2 separate regions of the Rattus norvegicus genome follow, and region 1 is linked to region 2. The links are chromatin contacts, called in public Hi-C maps. All regions are on one chromosome and are shown on one strand. The core of a region is the stretch at or near the end of the contact, and the rest is flanking DNA. Distances in the headings are between cores, read along the strand shown.

The links. A called contact is a pair of places that touch in the nucleus more often than the background predicts.
Region 1: a Hi-C map of frontal cortex shows a contact between it and region 2, with 2.0 times the contacts expected there. The contact joins two enhancer-like sites. A contact is called at or near these places in 2 of 12 Hi-C or Micro-C datasets (frontal cortex and hepatocytes).

The regions. Positions count from the first base shown.
Region 1 is chr2:31,039,169-31,044,665 of GRCr8, forward strand. It overlaps Arhgef28 (Rho guanine nucleotide exchange factor 28), which reads right to left. Exons shown (of 36, transcript NM_001415065.1): 30 at 4,072-4,203; 31 at 857-951. Among named protein-coding and RNA genes, the nearest start is that of Arhgef28, 250 kb to the right of the region's middle. Within about 2 kb of position 2,608, at least 4 of the 93 cell types and tissues checked have an H3K27ac peak or open chromatin away from gene starts, as enhancers often do.
Region 2 is chr2:30,692,183-30,697,162 of GRCr8, forward strand. All of the region lies in intron 1 of LOC102551027 (a long non-coding RNA gene), which reads left to right. Among named protein-coding and RNA genes, the nearest start is that of Enc1, 410 kb to the left of the region's middle. Within about 2 kb of position 3,524, at least 15 of the 93 cell types and tissues checked have an H3K27ac peak or open chromatin away from gene starts, as enhancers often do.

The DNA.
Region 1 (5,497 bases), core at 1,358-3,857, 350 kb after region 2:
AACTTGGGCCTCTGAACTTTGCAAATGTAAATCAGAGGTGGCTGTTCTGTGAAATTCTGAAAGCAAGGCTTGGTTCTGTCCTATGTCACATATCTGTAAACCATGTAACAGTAAAATGTTGCATCTATGACATACATATGCCATAGTCCCACGCTGGGCATATTAATACCTGGTAATGGAGCTAAATCAATGCTAGACAAAGTAAAAACTCTTGACCTGACTCCCCACCTGCCAGAAGCACAGTGTTATTTCTCCCCTGCTTATGAAATCACGTACTTGAAGTTAATAGGAAGCTGTATGCATGTAATTTCTACAGAAAGTCACAGCCCGCACAGATCAAGAATCAGAGAACACCATGGCACAGGCAAGAGGTGGTTATGTGGATTCCAAGTCTGCGAGAGGAAGGTGGAGAACGGGTGAGGAGTGGAGGGTCAACAGTGGAGAACAGAAGCAAAGTGGAAATCCGTTCAGCTCCAAGGGCGCCATCTGGTGGTGAAGCATCCCGATGTCGGGGCCACCTCTTGAGCAGAGAGTTACCAGAAGCAGTGGGGATAAGCAAAGGTTTACAGAGCAGAAAGTAAGCCGGAAGTCAGAGTGCAGACACACATATACACATGAGGGTTTTCAAGCCTTTTGTTTTTTAATAACTTTTCAGTTTTTTTAACACTTACATGATATAGAAAGACCACTAACATTTAAAGAAGAAGTTTAGAAAGTTTCAATATAGATATTTAAATGGATCAGAAACAATTCAGAAAAGTATTTTCAATCCACTCTCTGCCTGAGAGCTGGAGTTACTTTGTATACAAAGCAATAGGTTCTGGTTACTAGCAAGTTGGTTAACAATTAACAATACCTTCTCCCCTGCATCAGAGACCGCCAAGTCCGTTACCACACCCTGGAGCCGGGGATCCACATCCCAACAGCCTCTTCCTTCTGTCCCTTCTGTGACTAATGCCGGAAGCACGCCGTTGAGACAGAAACAAAAAGGACAACATCAAACATCAGCCAGCCAATTGGGTCTTCTATACACAACTGAGGCACACTTCAAAATAAGTTATCACGAGATAATACATACTGAGTGCTCCTACAGGGGGCGCTAGAGAGCGCAAGGCAGCCCACAGTCCCTGCTCTCTTTGAGCTTACAGGCTAAGCGATACAAAATAGCGTCCTTTGTCTCCCATCATTTTAATTGTGCTTCTTTCTTAGGCTCTGCTCAGGTGTCCATGTGCTGTTTGCGGTACCAAGTCTACATCTCGCTTTCATTTAATAGGAAAAAGCCTCCTGGGAAAGAAGTAATTTAAAACAGGTGCCCAGAGGAATAAAAGCAAGGTCTCTTGGCAGACCCAGGTCCGTAAAAGGCTTCCTTGTGGCCAGTGCAGGAGCAGCAGCGGATGGACAAGGTTTAGAAGGCAGGTCCAGAGGCAAAAGGGATACTGTTCTAAGAAGGCTGGAGGTGGCCAATGCTTTACTGTTTCAGAGTCATAAAAACCGAGAGCTGCCTCAGTTTCTCCTCACTTCAGCTCTGCTCACATTTCCCACTTAAGATTTAATACTTTACAGTGTTAAATACACTGTACTTACACATTTACACACTTACACTTACACTGTACACATTTAACCTAGGAAATCACAGAAACCCATCACAAAAACAAATTTACCTTTAGCCATGAAACCTCGGTTGGCAGTCATTTCTTTACAGATTTCAATTAAAACCTGGGCTATGTTTACCTTTTACTGCTTCAAACCAGGCTTCTCAAAGCTGGGACACACACACACACACACACACACACACACACACACACACACACACACACTTCATTGGAGCAATATCTGACCAGGGCCTTGATCAAGATGTTCATTTTATGATGTTTATAAACTTAAAAAAAATGTGGTGTCATCACGCACCATTATTTCTAACAAGGAGCTGCCATTTTCCCTTTGTTTAAATGAACAAGATCACTTGTATCCCCATTAGAAAGTGGCAGCTGTCCAGGGTTTCAAAATCCTCTTCCAAAGCAGAGTTTTGTGCGAGTGGGAACCCATTTCAAAAGAACCAAGTGAAACACCAAGTTCAGTGGCTGTAAGTTGAGCACTGCTTAGGCAATGAGGTGGGGGGACAGTTTATAGCGACTTCCTAACTCCTAAAGAGATGTCCAAGCCATCTTCCAACTAATCTGCTCCTCACATTAACAGTTAAACCTTGGAGGAAGCTGATGTGGAGCCAAGCAGGGAGAGAAAGGTAGAGCTTCTGTAGCCCCAGGTGTAGCTTCAGGGTGGGCAACAGGGTCTCCAATGGCCTGACCATTTTAGAAAGTAGGTTATAATAGTCTCCTTCAGTAAGTATACTGATGAGCTCGGCTTGTAACCTCAGAGCGACAGGCTTGCTTCACAAAGGCCCTCCCCGAAGCCCTCTGCAAAGCCACTCTCATCCCCAAACCTTCCTTGAGGAATGTCCCTCTGCCCTTACAACTATATAGAGATCAAACTCTCAGAGTGCCATGTTCGTTCCAAGCCAAGCCAAAATGGACGGCTTCTGGCATGTGGGTTCACCCTATGCCTCTGGGCCTGATCCTAACAGCAGGCTGTTCTGGGTCTAGCAAATGGAATATCCCTTGGGAAGGCTCTGAAATGTAGGTTCTGACAGGGAGACCCCTCACTGTCCTGCCTGGAGGGAGGAGAAGGCCTGGAGTGCTCCAAACAGCTGCAGGGGCAGTGGAGCCTCTCAGCTGTCCCTGGGGCGGGGCTGGGAGCAGCACACCCACCCGCACCCTCGTATTTTTAGAGTGCACTTCCTCAACGGCATAATGAGGTTCTTCTGAAGGAAATCACCCAGAGCAGTACAACTCCCCTGGTGAATCTGGCCGTTCAAAATGAAAACCATATGTGCACATTCTGAAAATAGAAAGCCGGGATTAAATAAAGCAGAATCTGAGAGGGGAACATAATTTCGGGTGCTCGTAATAAAACAAAACGGGGGGGGGGGGAAATGCCTCTAGGCATTCTAACCAAACCAAGGGATCTGTTGCAGAAATTCTGAAATAGAATGCCTGTGGTAGCATATACCTATAATTCTTGAACTTGGGGGAATCAGAAATTCAAGGCCGTTCTCAACTCCAATAGTAAATTTGAGGTCAATGTAAGAGCCACGTGGGAACGCCGTGTCTCAAAAAAAAAAAAGAAAGAAAGAAAAAAAGCTATTTCAGACATGTTATCACACATATTATTTTCTTTCCAAGTAAGGTTTTTGCCATCTTCACATGAAAAATATACTCTCTATGCTCTTAGAATCCTTTTCGGAATTCAGTATTTAGTTGAAAACCATACATAGAACGCCACACTTGGGTTCGGTGACGATGCTAAGTTCATGCTCTACCTGGTATTTTTAAACGTCTCAAACAGCTGAGTGTGGAGGAATACACCTGTAAACTGATCACTTCAGAGGCAGGAGGATCATAAGATGAGATCTGCTCAAAATCCAGAATGTATTCCAACGTGAAGAAGAATATCTGGGAGGGCTGTATGTCAGTGGTAGACGGGCTCGCTTAGCACGTTTGAGGCCTTGGGTTCTATAATCCTGGTACCATAAAAACCGAACAAGAATTGTTCAGCTATCCTGTCTGTGCACCATGCAGGTAGGGGAGGCATTCGAGCTTTCTGAGTTATGATTCCTTAGTTGATGCCCAGAAGATTTTACTCAAACACTTGTTCGCTTAATGGATTGCAGGGACCCTTACAAAAACGGTTTGGAAGTCCTTTCAAAAATTCATCCAAGAAGTCATGAAACCCCAGGCAGGGTATGATCTGGGGTGGGGCAATGCTTAGCCAGAGGACAGAACAGTACCTCCTACCAACATAAGTCTTTGTCCTTTAAATACAAGTGCCATTAATTGTCACATATAATAGCTACTTATGGCCAGCATGGTTATTCTCAAGGGTTTTTTTTTTCTAATTACAAAAAATACATTAAGTCCCCCTAAAATCAGGTAGCTACTGCATCTGTTTTATGCGACCACCGTGTGCACTGGGGCTGTACGCAGGCTCACGGCCAAGGCCTGCACTGTCACTTACAGGCAGTCGGCGATGCTGGTGCATCTTGTGCACTGAGTGTGTCAGCCAGGACAGCCCCTCCAGGGCCTTCTTCAGATGGCTGGCTTACATCAGCCAGCTTTGAAGCCTTCACAGCAACTTGCAGACTCTCAGCTATGAAGGAGAAAAACAAAACTAAATTAGAGCAATAACAATGCAGAGAGAGGGTTCAGTTTACCAGGTGTGTCCAACCTGCAATGGCTGGGCTGCATGGGCCCCAGGCTATGACAGATAAAGCTCGATACAAGCTGTATCCATACTTAAAACTGTAAACATACTTAAAACATTGTGATTTTTTGTGAGTCGATGACTTAATTCAGCTGTAACTCTTGCCATTGATTGTAACATGGCTTTTGAGCATGAAGGTTAGAGACGGCCACTTGTTGCAACACAGTGACAAAAGATTAGAAGTTGTGATCCACCGAAAGTCGATAAACCACATTTGGTCAGCAACTGTTGTTATACAACCCAGAAAACTAAAATTTGGGTTTAGTCTTCTTTTTTTTTTTTCTTTTTCCTCTAAAAGAGAACCTTGGGTAGTCCACATCCTATGTAGCTGAGGAGAATCTTGAACTCTTGACCCTCCTGCCTTTACCTGTCAAGTGGCAGGATTCTGGGCATGTATCACCATGACTGTTTTATACAACACAATAATTGAACCCAAGGCTCCATCCATGTTCTGCAAGGATTGTATCCACTGTACTATGACCCCAGTCTGCGTTCATAGTTATAAAAGTTGCACAAACACATGTTCATGAACACATAGGTCTATATCCCAAAAAGGGTGTGACCTACAAAACTACTTACAGCTGGCCCCTTACGGAAAAATTACGTAGCCATGCACTCTATACCAACAGAGAGCAGCATCCTTCTGCATAGAGAATTTAACATAATTTTTAAATCTGTTGTATAAAAATATCTCAAATGTAGCTTTCAGTAAATTAGTATTCTGAAAACCTTGTAATTCAATTACTATCCACACACTATCGAGCATTGGGATCTTAAACATTGTTACTAAGATACTAGCTGTTTCTCACAGGAGTGTTTCTTCAAACTTGCTTTTAATGATACACAATCCCATCTGTGTTCTAGTCCTCTGGGGAACTACTACCCCCTCAAAGGAGACACGTTTACTTACATAAAGGAGTCTCAGCTAGCACGTGGAATAGGCCAAAGGACTATTTACTTTATTATTTATTTCTAAAGTATCCTCCATACATTTAGACCACATTCGGGTCAGGGAACGACTTATGAGCATCCACTGTTATTTGATGACTAATGGAGGGAACTTCAAAGAACATGGGAAAGAGACACTTGCAGCTGTGGCCACACGGGGGCGCAGGAGAACCACAGTGGATACTGGGACTGGGAAGAAGTTCTACAGGGAAGGGTGATGAGATTCAGGAAG
Region 2 (4,980 bases), core at 2,274-4,773:
CAGAGAAGAGAACATTCTAGTGCCCACATTGCTCAGTGCATAGGCACGTGGTCTCTTACCTCAGAAAGGGAAGAAACGACAGCATCTTCTAGCAGAGCAGCCAGGCAACCTCTGGAGAGAGAAGCTCTTGCAGTCCAGCAAGAAAAACCTTGGGGCAGAGGCGGGACAGATGACTCAGGAGTTACAAGGGCTTGCAGCTATTCCAGAGGACCCAAGTTCAGTTCCCAGCACTCACAGCAAGAGGTTCATAACTGCTTATAACTCAACTTATAACCTCTTATGGTCTACAAGGGCACCTGCATACATGTAACAGAGATTCAACACACACACACACACACACACACACACACACACACACACACACACACACTCTCTCTCTCTCTCTCTCTTTCTCTGTCTCTCTCTGTGTGTCTCTGTCTATGTCTCTCTCTCTCACACACACACACTCTCTCTGTCTGTCTTTCTCTGTGTCTCTGTGTCTCTCTCTCTCACACACACACACTCTCTCTGTGTCTATGTCTCTGTTTTTCTGTGTCTCTCTGTCTCTTTCTCACACACACTCTCTCTGTCTCTGTCTCTGTCTTTCTCTGTGTCTCTGTGTCTCTCTCTCACACACACACACACACTCTCTCTGTCTCTTTCTCTGTGTCTCTGTATCTCTCTGTCTCTCTCACTCACACACACACTCTGTCTCTGTCTCTGTCTTTCTCTGTGTCTCTGTGTCTCTCTCCCTCTGTGTCTCTGTGTCTCTGTGTGTCTCTCTCTCACACACACACACACACTCACACACTTAGAAAAAAGACAAAAATATATAGACAGGAATAGTATTCCCATTAGCCAAGTTTGGCATGAGCAGAGGTGTCCGACAATAGAATGCTGTACTTGGTTATCTTCCAATTCAACTATTGACACCCGTACACCATTACAGATTGAATGATGTTTGTGATATCATTTCAGCATGTATATTTATTTTATTTTATGTGTAAGAGTGTTTTGCCTGATTGTGCATATGTACACCCTGGGCAGAAGAGGGCATAAGATCCCCTGGGTTGCTATAAACCACCATGTGGGTGTAGGGAGCTGAACTCAGGTCCTCTGCAAGAGCAACAAGTGCTTGACTGCTGAGCCATCTCTCCAGCCCCCACACAAGTGTCTTCAATGGAAACAACCACAAGTCAGTTTAAAACCGGCAAATATGCATTAAGTCTGTGCTTGTATCTAAAAATATGTCTACCTTTATGAATATATGTATAACTGTGTATACAGGAAACGAAGATGGAATTACGTATCTAAATATAATCGGAGATTACCTCTGAAAAGGTGTAATTATCGGTCTTTGATGCTAATTTCTTAAATTAATGCATCCTTAGGCTTCTTTGAAGTGAATGTGTCTGTACTATTACCAAATGTATGAGCAAAAATATGACAGTCATTTAAAAGGCATGTAAAATTGTGTAATAGTGCATGTAAGCCACTCACAGAATTCATATGTAATCCTGGCACTCGGGAGAATTGAATCAGAAGGATCTTGATTTCTAGGTCAGCCTAGCTATAACCTGCATCCCCAACCTTTGAAAAATAGCATATTTCTTACTTGTGCAAATTTAACCAACACAATAAGCATAAATGATTGATATTAATATATAATGTACATTGTTATGTTTTATATAGTATGCCCAATATAAATATAAAATAAAAAGAAAAATTCGTCTCCAACAAATGGTTTTCTGAAGGGCAGGGGAAATCTAGCCACCTTTCATAAACACAACCCAATGTGGCTGAATTCACGAGAAGGCACTGAGCATCTGAACCACTGACTAACAGTCTGCGGAACTGGCTTCTCAGCCTTCCTGATGCTCCCACCCCTTAATACAGTTCCTCATGTTGTGCTGACCCCCAACCATAGAATTAGTTTCACTGCTACTTCATAATTGTAGTTTTGCTATTGTTATGAGTTGTGACACAGATATCTGACGTGCAGGGTGTCTGATACGTGACCTCTGTCAAGTTGAGACCTACGGGTTGAGAACTGCTGGTCTATGGTCTTTATTTAAGAATAAGTACTGGGCTGGAGAGATGGCTCAGCGGTTAAGAGCACCGACTGCTCTTCCAGAGGTCCTGAGTTCAAATCCCAGCAACCACATGGTGGCTCACGACCATCTGTAATGAGATCTGATGCCCTCTTCTGGTGTGTCTGAAGACAGCTACAGTGCACTCACATACATAAAATAAATAAATAAATATTTAAAAAAAAAAGAATAAGTACTAATCAGAAAAACCACACAGTCATAGAACAGACAGTATGCTATTGTGAACTATCCCAGCGCAGAAGCACCGGAAAGCCCAGCTGGTCAGACTCAGAAGCAAACAATTCTTCCCACCCCCAGCCAGCCCTTCCCTGAGTGGAAGGACGATGACGATGATGATGCCCATGGCAATGACAATGATGACGATGATGATGGTGACGATGACGATGATATAAAGCTTGGGATGCTGGAGCACAGGGCCCAGCTTGGTGTAGAAAGGCTGACCGACGACCAAGGGGTGCTAATGAAGTGGACACTGTAGGAGGGAAAAAGTCCATTCTTCTAGGGTGACAGCAGTGAGACTCAATCAAATGGCATTTAAATCCCACCTGAGTGGGCTTTTCTTTTATTTCTTTTTTTTTTTTTTTTACAAAGCCCTGACAAAACCAAATAATGCTGGTGATCAAGCTTTTCCTCTTTCTCGCCCATCCCCTTGCCTTTGCACATTTAGAATCCAGGAAAAATGGAGCCTGTCAGGTGACTTTCCCCTGGATATAACTATCGTCTGTGAGTAGCATTTGAAGCTGGCTGAGAAATGTCTGTCCACACAGGTCATACCTAGTGTGAAAGCCTGACTTTGTTCTGCCTGCTGATTCCAAAGAGGGGAACTCGAGTCTCATGGAAGAGTCATGAACATCCTAGCCTTGAGGATTGCCCCTGGTCTCTGAGTGCATACCTGGGACACCGTTGGTTTCTCTAGGTTTCAGTCTCCTTGAATATGAAACAGGAATAGAAGAGCGTTCTTGTGCAGCATGAGGGAGGGAAAAAGCCATTCCAGATGTTTCTAGTTCAGTATACATTGCCAGATTTCACAGAACAAGAACATAGAAGAGTTTGTGAGAGTTTTGAAAACACTCTCCGTCTGGGGAAAAAAAAATACAAAACCACAGATTATTTCATTGTGTTCTGCAAGAGGATGGGAGGTTTTCACTCATAGCACTGAGAACCCAAAGTTCCTGCTTTAGGTGATGTCCCTAGTCCTAGCTGTCATGTCCTGAGTTACTTTTAGGAATCAACTAGCTGCATTTTAAGGTAGACACATGTGAACTATAATAGGACGATGTGAGAACACTGGGTCTCCCAGACCTGTCCCTGGCTCTGTGTCAGCATAGCTCTGACATAGGCTTAACTCAAGTTGCTTCTCTCCCGGACCCGACCGTCACACACTAGGTGTGTAATGAGGAGCACGGGCTTCGAAGAAGAAGCTTCTACAAGCCCTCCGCCTTCTGTGTCTATTTTTCTCCTATCCACAGTACGGGATGAGGTTTTAACACCTATCTCAGAACCGTGGGAGGATGAATAAAATCATGTACATGATGTTCTCAGACTTCGCTAGGCTGCAAGGAAATGGTTTGTAAGTGTTGCGTTCTGGAATCTGTTTCCCATACCAGAAGACTCCGGGCATCCATTCCTCTGTGGTTTGCAATTCTGTGGCCACTTATCTTTGCATCTTGGCATTTTTCATTCTCTCTGTGAAATGTTCCCTTGGGTGAGTCTCATCAGTACCCCCAACACACATACACTGCACATGACAAAGCAATAGGAAAAAGAAGAAAGTGAAGGGTGTGTGTTCATACATGCGTGTGTGTGTGTGTGTGTGTGTGTGTGTGTGTGTGTGTGTGTGTGTGTGTGTGTGCAGGTGTGCCTGTGAATCTGGAAGCTAGAGGTCAACCTCGGATGTTCTTCACCAGGACGTTGCCTGTCTTGAGATTTGAAACAGGATCTCTCACAGAGACTGGAGGTTTGCTGACTCTCGCTAGTCAGTGAGTTCTCTTGGCACTAGCATCCCAACTCTTCACAGTTAACTTTTCTGTGGGCGCTGGGGGTCAGTTGGGCCCCTCATGCTTGTATGGCAATCCCTTTGTAACTGAGCCATTTCCCCAATGCTCTCTCTGTGTGTGTTATTTTATGCACAAAAAGATTGTAGAACACGCACCAGACTCCATGTCCTTGTGTCCTACACAAGGTAGAATAAATTTTATTTAAGCATCAGAGAGCAGAAACGTTGATGGGGATTCGGCCTGAAATCCGAAAAGGGAGAGCGTTAAGTACTCAGAGCTTCCTTTCGCTGTGTTTGGAAGGGGCAGTAAAGCCCTGTTGCTCCTTAGCTACCCTCTTTGAACTCACTCCCCTTTGTCCTCACTTCTGTCTATCGAAATTGTTCTTGGTTTCGTTCTGGACCCCAGCAAGATGCTGCTGGCTTGTCATTTAGCACCCAGAAGCTATTTCCAGGCAGAAAGCTAGACACACGCTGTATGCATGTTTTATGCCCCAATTCTTCACCTTGGTAGACTCCAGGAGTCTATGCCAGTCCCTGAAAATATTTACCTTGGTCTACAGCTCGACACTGAGTTAGTGACACGTGATGCTTGCCAATCTCTTGAATTAGAAAGGGACCCAGGACAGCTCCCTATCCTGCCAGCCTGGGCTTAAACTTTCCATCCTGTGGAAAGAGCCTGGGTCTCACTGCTTGCTCTGAATTAAAATAGCCCAGTGCTTAAATATTCATGCTTTGCTTATTTCTGGATATTTAATTTATTATGTATCACTTTTCTGGGGTTTTATATAAACTTGCCTGAGGACTTTTTTCCCCCCCAGTTTGAATGCTGGCAGAATGTCCCCTTTTCTTTGGCAGTATGTTGATGAGTTAAAGAAAGTCTGCTTAGCTGGGAAG